Regions from separate parts of the Zea mays genome. Here all the other regions are linked to region 3. A link is a contact called in public Hi-C data. All regions are on one chromosome and are shown on one strand. The core of a region is the stretch at or near the end of the contact, and the rest is flanking DNA. Distances in the headings are between cores, read along the strand shown.

Region 1 (4,006 bases), core at 244-2,743, 220 kb before region 3:
TAAACGTCGTTTAAACACTCAAAACGGACGTTCTACGCCCTAAACCTAAAACGTTCGGACATTCCAACTTTTAAACACGTTTTCTCGTTTAAACGACGTTTTAATAACAATGCAAACTACAGACCAACACTATGTTTCAAAACGGGGCTAAACTCATGAGAAATCAGATCGATGTATAGATTTTGAAATAAAACGCCACGTCAGCAATTGGCTTATATTCAACTCCATGCAACTCACACCATTCATAGCAATGCAGCAGAACCTGATCAAGAAAAAAACAGAAATACAGATGCCACACTACCAGCGCTGAAACTGAAATAAAACTACAGTTTAACTTCCTGGAGTTTGTCCTTCAGAGTTTAGAGTGAACTATCTTTCACTGAACTTGTAACTTACTGTTTAAACTTATGTAAAAATAGGATCATATATACTCTAGATCGGTAGACACCCTATAGCCGATATGTACATGCAAAATTGTAAAAGACTAAGGCATTGTCGTTTTGCATGGATTGAGGCTACAAACTATCCCAGGTGATCAATGTTAGCACAAGTAAACCTATCATTCCATCTGGAACCGTTCCAGAGTAAAGGAAAACAAGACTAGCAGCACTGGGGCCAATTTTCAAGAGCGTTTGGTTCCCACCTCCTAAAATTTAGTAACTAAAGTTTAGTCACCATTAAGTTGTGTTCAGCAGATCGTGCATATGACCATGTAAAGCATTGTTTTGTACCGTAGACAGCACTGTTTACATAATGAAGTTTGAAATAGAAGGTGGGATAAAAGGCGAGATATTAGAGCTACTGAAGATAGCCTTAGTTCCTAAACTACTAAATAGTATGACTAAATGAGGTCTCCCAGAAATTCTAGGAACTATTTAGATAGTGTTTGGTTCCGGAGGCAGCTGGTATAGAGCGGCTCCATGCCAAGTGGCTCCGTCTAGGAGATTTTACAGAGCCCAAAGATTCAGCATTTAAGCATAATTTTTATTTTTTAAGCAAATCTGTCTTATATGGAACATCCAAACAACAATAATTTAGTAGCGGAACGGGTTCGTCCCATCATACTTCAGAACCAAACCCTACTTTAACTTTAGAAGTATGACTAAAGGAACCAAACGCCCCGTCATCATAACGGAGAAAGAAGAAAACTACAATTGTAAAACAGATCGAGCAAAACGAAAAATGATTCCCCAAAAATACTCACCTAATTACGGGATAAAATACAAGGTATGTGGCACCTAGAATAAGGTGGGGTGGCACATGCGCGACCGCACCACAGGTCCCCGCCGCTAGCGATTCCCGGCGGCCAGGGTGGCGGCGGCGGTGGCTCGAACAAATACGAGTTGGGCGCGTGGTACTTCGGCAGGGAAAGGGGTGAAGCGGAGGATATGATGGGAGAGGGGATCTAGAAGAGGCGCACCTGGATCAACGGACTTCGTTGGAGGAGGTCGCCGGGGAACGACGGCGGCGAGCGGCGGCGTTGTCTTTCTCTTTCTGCGGGAGCTGGGAGCGAACAGCAGAGAGCGACCCGAGGTGCCCAGGGTAACCCAGCCCGACCCGCCCTAACCCGCATTGTGAACCCAACCGCCCCGACCCGCTAGCTATTGAAAGCCATTTCCACTTCCACCCGGTGACCCAGCCCATAGAACTCATTTCAACCCGTTTACGCTGTTCGTTGCATCGCATCGCATCGCAGCAGGCCCAGCAGCACCTGACGGACGAACGGAAGCGTTCTCCGTTTTCTCTCGCCACCGCGCTTCACCGCGCCGTCGCCCTCCCTGGCTGCAAACTGCAAGCGCCGACGCCTCTTTGGCTGGAACCGCAAGCGCCACTGCCTTCCTCCTACCTCGCGGCGCTTCTTCCATGTCCGTGTGGTCTGCGCGCATTGGAGGAGCTTTTGCGTCGTCGTTCTTCCCCATCTGCGACGGTGGAGGGATCCAACTCGACGTCGGACATGCTCGAGTTCAGCATTGTCATCAAGAGCGACAACGATGCGACCGTCGTGGATGAGGAAGACGCCACGCCGTTGCCTCCTCCTCGCCACCGCTACCACCACTAATAGCAGCAGGTCGTGACCCACGAGCACTTGCCCAGCGAGAAATTTGCCATTATGGAAATCATCAGGTGCGGCTTCGACGTTTTGGAGGCGTAGGCGAGAAATTCACTATTATGTAAAACTTGGGACAACCCACACTCCAAAATGGACATGACCACGTCATTACACGGATCGAAACACGATTACTATGGTTGATACTGTTGCTGTCTCCAGCGTCGTGAGCGTCGTCAAGGTGTCTGTTCTCTCCTTCTCAGTGTTTTCTGATCGTCCGATTAATCGCGATTAATCGGCGATTAATCGACTGATCGTCATCACGCATCCGATAAGGAGTACCGACGCGATCAGGGCGATCAGAAACCTGATCGTCCGATTAGTCGACGACTAAGCGCGATTAGTCGTCCGACTAGATCGCGGACGATCAGTTTGGCCTGCTTCGTTACTTCATTTCGGCCCACTCACTGCCACTACAGCCCAGCGCCCCAGCCCACTACAGCAGTACAGCCCAAGCCCACTCAGTCACTCACTGTCACATGAAAGATGAAAGCGAGCAGAGGCCAGGCCACGCACGCAAGCAGCACGGTCGCTCGCCACTCGCCAACTCCCATCGAAACCCTAGACCAGACGCGGGCGACGGCGGCCGGCGGCTGGCGGCGCGCCACCGGCGACCTGCGCCCCCTCCCGACGCATAGCAGCAAGCAGCAGCACTGCAGCAGTTCTCCAGGTGAGGTACACTGTCTTCTTCTCCGCACTCCTAGTCCCAATCGGCCAGTCCCCATGTTCCCACTTCCCACTTCCCAGATCCCAGTCCACACTCCACAGCAGTCATGTACTCATGTACACTTGTACAACACTAAATTTGACTGCTGATTTGCTAGTTAGTTTAGTTTAGAGTTTAGACTTTAGAGACTTTAGACTTTAGACTTAGTTAGTGTCGGGGACCATAATTAGGGGTACCCTCAAGACGCCTAATTCTCAGCTGGTAACCCCCATCAGCATAAAGCTGCAAAGGCCTGATGGGCACGATTAAGTCAGGGATCAGTCCACACGAGTGACTCGATCACGCTTCACCCGAGCCTAGCCTCGGCCGAAGGCAGCCGACCTCGAGAGACTTCCGTCTCGCCCGAGGCCCCCTTTTCATGGCGGACACATCACCGGCTTGCCCAAGGCCTTGGCTTCGCTCAGAAGCAACCTTGACTAAATCACCACACCGACTGACCAAATTGCAGGGGCATTTAACGCAAAGGTGGCCTGACACCTCTATCCTGACACGTGCCCCCGGCAGAGCCGAGGTGACCGCCGTCACTCCACCGCTCCACTGGCCAGTCTGACAGAAGGACAGCGCCGCCTGCGCCACTCCGACTGCAGTGCCACTCGACAGAGTGAGTCTGACAGGCAATTAGGCCTTGCCAAAGGCGCCACGGCGAACTCCGCTCCGCCCGACCCTAGGGCTCGGACTCGGGCTAAGACCCGGAAGACGGCGAACTCCGCTCCGCCCGACCCCAGGGCTCGGACTCGGGCTAAGACCCGGAAGACGGCGAACTCCGCTCCGCCCGACCCCAGGGCTCGGACTCGGGCTAAGACCCGGAAGACGGCGAACTCCGCTCCGCCCGACCCCAGGGCTCGGACTCGGGCTAAGACCCGGAAGACGGCGAACTCCGCTCCGCCCGACCCCAGGGCTCGGACTCAGGCTAAGACCCGGAAGACGACGAAACTCCGCCTCGCCCGACCCCAGGGCTCGGACTCCGCCCTGGCCTCGGCCGGACGACTTCCGCCTCGCCCGACCCCCTGGCTCGGGCTCGGCCACGGCAACTGAAGGCAAGACTCAACCTCGGCTTCGGAGGAAACCCCACGTCGCCCTGCCTAGAGCACAGACTGCCACGTCAACAGGAAACGTCATCATCACCCTACCCCGAATCGACTCGGGTCACGGAGAACAAGACCGGCGTCTCG
Region 2 (4,091 bases), core at 1,336-3,835, 160 kb after region 3:
AGGTAAGCTGCTGGAGATGATCTTACACATAGATTGAGAAACTACAGTGTATAGGAGCATACTTTAGATAAATCCTTTATTGTACTGTTTCCAAAGAAACGGACAAGCTATACATTGCATTCGGAATTATTGACCATACGACAGACGAGTAATTTTCGACAGATTTAAAGCACGATGGGTCCCAGAAGGTACCCATGACTCTTGAGCTATCATGCCCTCTTGAACAGAACAACTAGGATGACCGCTATGGTCAGAGCCATGAAGGATCCTCCCACAGCCATCTCTGTTGCAGAAAAGCCCTTCTCAGCTGAAGGGCCTGCTCCGGTCTGGGCCTCGGCTGAGTCATTGAACAAGTCCCTGAAAAAGTCGGTTATATTGTGGACCACATCCATCACTTTCTTCTTCGCATTGTCCACGAAATCTGCGAAACTTGCGCCTGAGCCCGTGGGGAGTTCGCTGTTGGATGCATTTTCAGAGGTGGCATCTTCAAACTTCCCAGGCGACTCTGCTGTGGCTGCTTCCTCAGGGAATGTCTGAACTGGAGCTGTGTCATAGCAGAGGACAACGACAATGGTCATACAGGTTGGTAGAAATGATGAATATGAAACGTATGACTTTGTCTAAGTCGCATGAGTACATACTTGTCTGGTGAGTCTTATAAAATTCCATAACCTTCTCATTCTTCAATACTGCATCCCAGACATTTCTATCTGATGCAAGGGAGGCGACAACACTCTAGAGATCAAGAGTCAAAACAAACACTTCCAGTGAGAAACATAACATATGATATCAGAACAAATTAATCTAAGTGATCCATTGCCTTGCGGTTATATATATATATATATATATATATATATATATATATATATATATATATATATATATATATATATATATATATATATATAATCAAGTAAGATAAATTACACACGTATTTAAATTGTTAACTGAGAAGGAAAGACTGCCCACAGAACTCATTAATGCAGACCAAACAGGAGCAACAAACAAACATAATCAAAGGGTTTCTAAGTTTATAATATAGCAGATAGAGTAACACATCAAATCATTGGCAAGGAAATACATTATAATCCTAACAAAACCCAACAAACTAGGTAGCATTGTACAAAGATCAACATATGAGATGGAACAAGTTCCCCCGGAATCTTTTAGGGTTAATGGAAGAGCCTGAATCTTTTAGGAGCCTGGGTAACTCTCATTGTGCACAAATATTTATCAAAAAAGATATAATAGTCCTCTATAATACAAAGGAAAATTTCCTTTGCACTTTGCCAATGAGCCTGGAGGACTGCCCAAGGTCGCCAGGGGGGTGGCTCTACCAGATTGGGTGACAAATACCTGATCTCCCCAAATGAGTAGTGCAGTATGTTTACACAGGCCTTTGCACAAACCTGAGCCTCTGTGCTTGATTTCAGCAATGTAAAAGCTTGAACCACATGTCCAGGCATAGAAGGAATTATGGCATCAGTTGCCAGTTTATTAAACTCTTTATCTTGTTCCTTAACAACCTCAACTGGTGATTCGTTGAAATAAGCCCTGTAACAAAATATTTTGTGAGGATAGGGTGAATTGAACCAAAGGTAAAGCAAAGTATACCACGTGCAGATGCAACAGATTGTAAAGCCATCAGAGGGTTGTTTAGGGCATCAATAGACATGTCTGTATAAGTACATGTGCCTCAGAGCATCACGCTTTCATGCTTGAGTATGTTATATATAGACACACATGGACGAAACATGAAGCTTTCTTAGCATGTACACTAGACTGAATCAAGTGAGCTGAATAGCACACATCGGATCCTCCTGCACAATAAATCTATTGCGTTGTGAGGTCTAGAGCTCTTATCACCAATTGGGCAATCGAATCCCAGCACCTAATATGACCCCATAAAAGGCTAATCAAATGATTCCCAAATCCCATAAAAAAGAACCAATTCAGGGCTTTCAGCCAAACAAGTTAGGATGAATAGATCGTAAAGAAAAGCTCCAGCAGTGCAGCTAACGAAAACAAAAAAATCCCAAACAATTAGTCACCTACAGAAATCTCCCCTTTCCTTTCCATCCAATTCGACAAATTCATAGAGCGGAAGTGCCAAAGGCGCGATCTTTCACCTGCCTATGGCGTCCCTGAGCTCAGTCGTAGCCTCCTCGGCCTCCTCCCTCGACGGCGGCGCGAAGACCAGCCTGGGCTTCGCGGCCGCTGCCGTCGCCTCCCTCTCCGCCACCACAGCCGCCGGGGCAACGTCCCCGCAGTCTGCGAATTCCCAATCGTCCAGCTCCCAGGACGCCGCCCACTGCGCCGCGGCGGGGGGCACCTCGCCACCGGAGGCGGAGACAAGCGGCGCCGCATCGGAACCCGTGGCGGCGGGGGCCGTGGCGAAGGCCGGCGCGGCGTGGCGGAACCGGCCGCCTTTCGCCGCTGCCACCGCCGCGGCGCCCCTGGCGATGCCCACCTTCGCGGCGGTGCGCATGACTCCTCCCCCCATGGTGATGGCGACCTCGCGTTCCTCTCGGTGGCGCCGTTCCCCTTAGCATGTTCCCGACTTCTCCGTCCTATTTGTGTGGGAGAAAAGAAACTGCAGAAGAAACCTTGAAGTTTATCAGTGGCGTAGAAAAGGGTCTTTTGCTGCCATAAGATGATAAGAATGCTGCAATTGGTACAGCTGTGATTATTTTTAGTCTAGACTGGGTGTTTTATGGAAACGCCTGGAGTAAAGATTCCCGTCCCGTGTGAATTGAAAAGTGCGCAGTTGACTTCGACCCTAAGTTATCTAAATAAAGATTATCTAACATAGAAGAATATAACATTCAGCCTCCAACGTCCACAAAAAAGGAAGTATATAGCGGTTTAGATAAAAATATAGCATTTTTTTCCTGTGTCTTAGTGCTTTTTTATCTATTTACACTAAAAATAACTAGCTAATATAGTTAATAATAGTTAATTTTTAACTAGGCAATTTTAAAGCAACTCTAAGAGACTAGTTATATGGTTTTGTAAAGATAAATTTAGCTAATATTAGAAGAAAATAGTATCCAATAGACTTTGTAAATGACTCTCCAAATTTAGTGGCTCTCTATCCCTCCACCTCCGCTCTCTATTTTTGAATAGGCTGCTTCACTCTCCATTCAATCTGTAGATTACCGAGGTTGTTGGATTAACCTACACTTTTTCTGTAAAATCGATTTTAGAGAGTAGTTAAATCAGTAAATTTGACTATCCTTTTTAGCTAATCTTTTAGAGTTGCTCTTAGCACCATGCGTTTAGATCATCTTCTAAGAGCAACTCAAACAGCTTATATATAAATTCTAGTTATATATACAGTTTTATAGATGACTCTTTAAATTAGAAACCTTGGTAAACGGGGGTATCCAACGGACTCTTTAAATAATACCTTATCTCCTCCTCCCGACGGCAGAAGGCGTACGCGGTCCGGGCATTGGAGGCACTACGCCGCCACGCGCCCGTCAGCCTAACTTTTTTGCATTTTAGCCCCTTTAGTGTTTTTTTGCACAACTATACCCTTTGCAGTTTCATTTCAAAAAATAGACCCTTTGCTCGGCGCCATCATCATTGGCGTCGAGGCAACGCATGCTGGCACCACCTTCTTTGGCGCCAGCATTTTCATACGTGGCAGCTGATGTGTCGAGTTCCAGGGGGTCGGCGCCATAGATCTTGGCACCGACCCCCTTGTCGGCGGCGAAAATCCTGTCAGTGGGGTCGGCGCCACAGATCTTGGCGCCGACCCCCTTTATACCAGTCAAACTGGTCCACTCGCCGCCAAACTCCTATTCTCGCCGCCTAAGTCCTCTTCCTGAGCTCGCCGCTGCCACTCCCGACGCCCCCGCCCTCGAGCTTGCCGCCTCCTTCCCCGCGCCTGCCCCCGAGCCCGGCGCCCCCGCGGCCACCGCCCCTGCCTCGTGCCCGCCCGGCGGCCCTTCGCCGCGCCTGGTGACCCTTCGCCGCGCCCGGCGACCCTTCCCCGCGCAGCTCCCCATGCCCCGCGCCGGCCGCCGGCTCCCGCCCCCCCCTCGAGGTCGCCGCGCCCAGCGCCCCTTCCCCGCGCCCAGGTCCCC
Region 3 (4,105 bases), core at 630-3,129:
GGTGATGGAGGCAATGGAGGTGGTACAGCAGGCGGCAGGGGTGGCGGTGGCGGCGGCGGTGGTGGTGGCGGTGGTAGAGGAAGAGGAGGTGGTGGTGGCAGTTCAGTGTACTGACTGCTTTCAGTGTGCTTTTCTTTGGAGATTTTCTCCTCATTCTTCCCATTGCTACCACTCTTGATTTTTGAAGATTGCTTCGCTGATTTGCTTTTGTGATGTGACTTCTCTGAGTTGTTGCTACTTCTGCTCTTCTTGCTTGCTTCATGCGTGTCAGTAGGACGACAACGTTCAGAAGGCGACCTGTCATGACGAAATGGGCTACGGTCTCTGATATCTTCATGCTGGACCCTCCCACGAGGGGAATTATCAACACGACTTGGTGTGTTATCCCTGAATTGGGGCGGACGAGCTCTATGTCGAGGTGAAATATATGGACTGCGGTCTCTGCTATCATAGTGGCGAGTGCGATGTGGGGAACGCTCCAAGCGGCTCGGGCTCCTGTCATACCTGTCATGACGAAAACGGTCATGAGGAAAACGGCCCAAGATGCCTGGGCTCCTCTCGTGCTTATCACGCCGATCCCGTGTTGGTGGCGAGACCTCACGAATTCTCCCAGACAAATGTCTGGCAGCAGATGAACTCTTTCCTTCTCCCTTCCTGCGATGTTTTGATCCTGACTGGTCAGAGGTGTCAGTGTGGTGCTTGTGGTTACTGCTATGAGGCTCTGTTGGCCGGTTCTTCCTTACACTGCCACTGATGCCGCTCTCTGGCTTAATTTCACCAGGTTCTTCATCAGAATCCCGCAAGGAGCCTTTCTGGGCAGACGAACTTGGCCTCCTGCTGTTATCATGGGCCAGTTGGGACTTGGCATCCCGCCTTTTTCCTGGCAGTGCAATCTCCCCTGGCTCCACATCATCCTTGATAGACTTCCTGGTGCTCTTCCCAGAAGACTTTTCCTTCCTCTGCCTCTCTGGCAGCAGCTCTACCTTCTCAACGTCCCCGTTTCTTCTTTCCTTCTTCAATGGCACTGCTTGCTTTGTACTCACAATCTCCCCAGGCTCCACCTCCACAGCAGCTGCGGAGGCTGCCAGCACCTTCCTCCACTTCTTAGGTGGCATGCTCCTCTCGGGCAACCCATTGGTCCCGGCCTCCCCATTAAGCAGCTCCCCCTCCTCCAGGTCAGCAGCTGTCGCCGACTGCTGGTTCTTCCAGTGCTGGTGCTGGTGGCGGTGGCCATGGGCCCTCTCCCCCTTGTCCGGCATCGCTTCTCCCGCTCCTCCTCTCCTCACGAGGGCGCCGGCACGGAAGCTCTCGACTGAGCGGACGGCGCACGCGACTCCCCCATCTCCCATGGAAAACCTAGCAGGATGTCGGGGGCCGTCGTTCGCCACGCTGTGCCCCACGGTGCGCTTCAGAACCCTAGCTCCCCTGGGCTCTCCACGCTCATGTCCGTCGCTGGCACCGCAAAACCCTAATCACAGAGCAACAGTGTTTCAGCCAAGGGCGGAATCAAGAAGCAGCAATGGCAGGGGCGCGAATTGGCGCGGGGAACTGGCTGGATCGAAGCGGCCGCGGATCGGCACGCGTACCTGCGGGGAATTGACGAGTGGCGTCTCAGATCGGGAGATCCGCGGCGGAGAGGGCTCGGTAACCGGCGGCGAGCTCCCACTCCCGCGCCCTGCGCGCGGCCAAGGAAGCTTCCGGGATTGGGGGCTCCACACCTCGCGCGCTCTCGCGTCGTAGCCTTCGCGGGCGCGCTCGCTATCGCCTGGGTTTGTGTGTTGGCTTTTGGGGACTAATGGCTCGTTTGTTCGTAAAGCCTCCTCCGCGACCGCGGCCTCGCTCTTCTGAAGGAAGGGGGGCAAGGAACGAAGACGGACGCACTCTATCCCTCTCCCGGAGGAGAGGAGGTCTCATTTTATCGGGCCCTTACCGACCAACGCTTTTCCACATTGCACCATAGATTTGCGCCGTATTTGCATGTTAGTCCTGGTGTGAGAAAAAACATATCCCGTACATATAAGCGTGGTGCATAGTGTATATATTAAATTATTATTATTCATTTCACCATTAACATCTATGGTTGCTTTGTATATTCTATAAAAAAACATCTTTCAAGCAGAGTAAGGGTAGTAGAGGATAGTGATAGAAGGTGATCATTATAAAATATACATAACAACTAAAGACATTAGATCTATAATAAATAATAATAATTTAATATATCCATCATATACATTAAACTCTCATTGTACCAGATACATTCTCTTGTTTGTTCATGTGGCTAAATCAAATTTTCATCATGTTTTCTCCGTGTGAGATTAAGGAACCTCTCCGAGCTATGGATAAAGTTCCGAGCAAATAAGCGCGTGTACAAAAACATTTAGTGTAGGTTTTTTGGGAGATCTCTACAAAGCTAATTAAAAAAATACAAAATACACTCTTCATAAAAAGTATGTTTGTACATGACTCTTCATATATATTATCCTTCAACTATAATTATATTAAGGATTATATTATATAGTCTCTTTACGAACACAAGGTTGACTTGTTCCTTGTGTTTCGGCTTGATGATGAGTGATTGTCAATGGGTAGCACTCTGGGTAATCAGTGGACTGACCAGAGTGTGAGATTATGCTTGTGCAACCATGTCGGTCGACTTGTGGTGTGCAGGTGTGGAGCACAGGAACGGTGGTCGACGACTGAGGTGAAAGTCATGCGGGCTCGTACTGATGGACCCGGAGCGGTGAAGGGACGAGTGATGGGTCTTGACTGGCGGATCAAAGCAGTCAATTGACCAATCGTGGTGGCTGACACCTGTGACACACACTTATGCGAGGACGTGGTGGAATGGACCATGTTGCCGGTGTGGTCAGGGACTGGCGGGACACGCGTCTGATCGTGGAGGACGTGCACGAAGTGCGGTGCTCACGGCAGGTTTGGTGGTTTGGGCCTCAAACCCACCAGAGTTTGGGCCTCAAAACTCGGCGGTGGCGGTTCCGGAGGGAACTGGCTGCGGCACGCAGCGTGATCGCGGAGGGTGCGTCAAGGCGAAGCAACTCCGTGTGAAGGACGTGGTCGTCGGATCGAAAACCTATGAGTTGGTCCATTTCTCCCTCGGTGGAATGGATAGGCTCTATGTAAATAGGTAGGAGTGGAAACGGATCGAATACGCACAGATACGAATACGAATGTCACAATTTACCATATTTTTTCCGAATTCAGATATAAATTCGAATATATTCGGATACGAATACAAAACGGATAGTCGAATTCGAATTATTATTCGGATATTTACTCAATTCAACCCAAACAGTATACCCTAAAATTTAACAGATGTATATGTGGATTGTTATTTAAGTACAAATTTATAGATAGTCAAAACAAACTTAAATTAAAATAGATTTCTCGTTATCCTCCATATCCAAGTCAACAAAACTATATAAATAATATTTTTAAACTATGGAAGCATGTAACAAAAGATAAACAACAACACGTGATATTTAATAAGTGACATTTGTACAAATACAAGTAAATTAGAATTGATATAAAATAGTAAATGTACCAATAAAAACAAATTTTCCGTTCTAAAACGAATGAATGTCATATATAAATGTGTGCACCAAAACTTAAATGAAAACATGAAGAAATTTATCTTTGTATTGTAAAGTGGAGAGTTATAGTTAATGTTTACGGAACTTCGTTGAGATGTGTTCACTATATAGATAAAGTTAAGAGTTATAATTGAATGTTTATGAAACCTATTAAACTTTAGTATTGAATATCACTAGAAATCTTTACTAGTACTTAAGACTACAACTAGGTAGGTGCCCGTGCGTTGCAACGGCATCCAATCAGATCTATGTTAATCTTTCAATTATTCATACTTGTCACGGAAGTAAAAAATTAGTGTAAAACATAGATATGAAATAACAAACATCAATATGATATGTAAAATATGTGTGACAAAATATCACCGTAACACTAATATTATATTGACAATATAAATATATAATATTATTATAAATACGTCAACTCAAATAAAATAGACTGATGTCGAACAAACATTACAATATCATATATATTATTTCTAAAGAATCAACATAGAATT

The links. A called contact is a pair of places that touch in the nucleus more often than the background predicts.
Region 1: a Hi-C map of endosperm shows a contact between it and region 3, with 2.7 times the contacts expected there. The contact joins the promoter of LOC100383142 here to the promoter of LOC100194363 in region 3. A contact is called at or near these places in 2 of 25 Hi-C or Micro-C datasets (endosperm and tassel).
Region 2: a Hi-C map of leaf shows a contact between it and region 3, with 6 times the contacts expected there. The contact joins the promoter of LOC100277035 here to the promoter of LOC100194363 in region 3. A contact is called at or near these places in 7 of 25 Hi-C or Micro-C datasets (bundle sheath, ear, endosperm and 2 more).

Annotation. Positions count from the first base shown.
Region 1 is chr10:58,489,984-58,493,989 of Zm-B73-REFERENCE-NAM-5.0, reverse strand. It overlaps LOC100383142 (Zinc finger BED domain-containing protein DAYSLEEPER), which reads right to left and starts at 1,493. Exons shown (of 4, transcript NM_001175808.1): 1 at 1,421-1,493.
Region 2 is chr10:58,110,793-58,114,883 of Zm-B73-REFERENCE-NAM-5.0, reverse strand. It overlaps LOC100277035, which reads right to left and starts at 2,585. Exons shown (of 4, transcript NM_001407170.1): 1 at 2,130-2,585; 2 at 1,410-1,554; 3 at 642-735; 4 at 34-538. The coding sequence starts at 2,503. The coding sequence ends at 210.
Region 3 is chr10:58,272,030-58,276,134 of Zm-B73-REFERENCE-NAM-5.0, reverse strand. It overlaps LOC100194363 (Histone-lysine N-methyltransferase ATXR3), which reads right to left and starts at 1,879. Exons shown (of 21, transcript NM_001359479.1): 1 at 1,587-1,879; 2 at 1-1,468. The coding sequence starts at 1,349.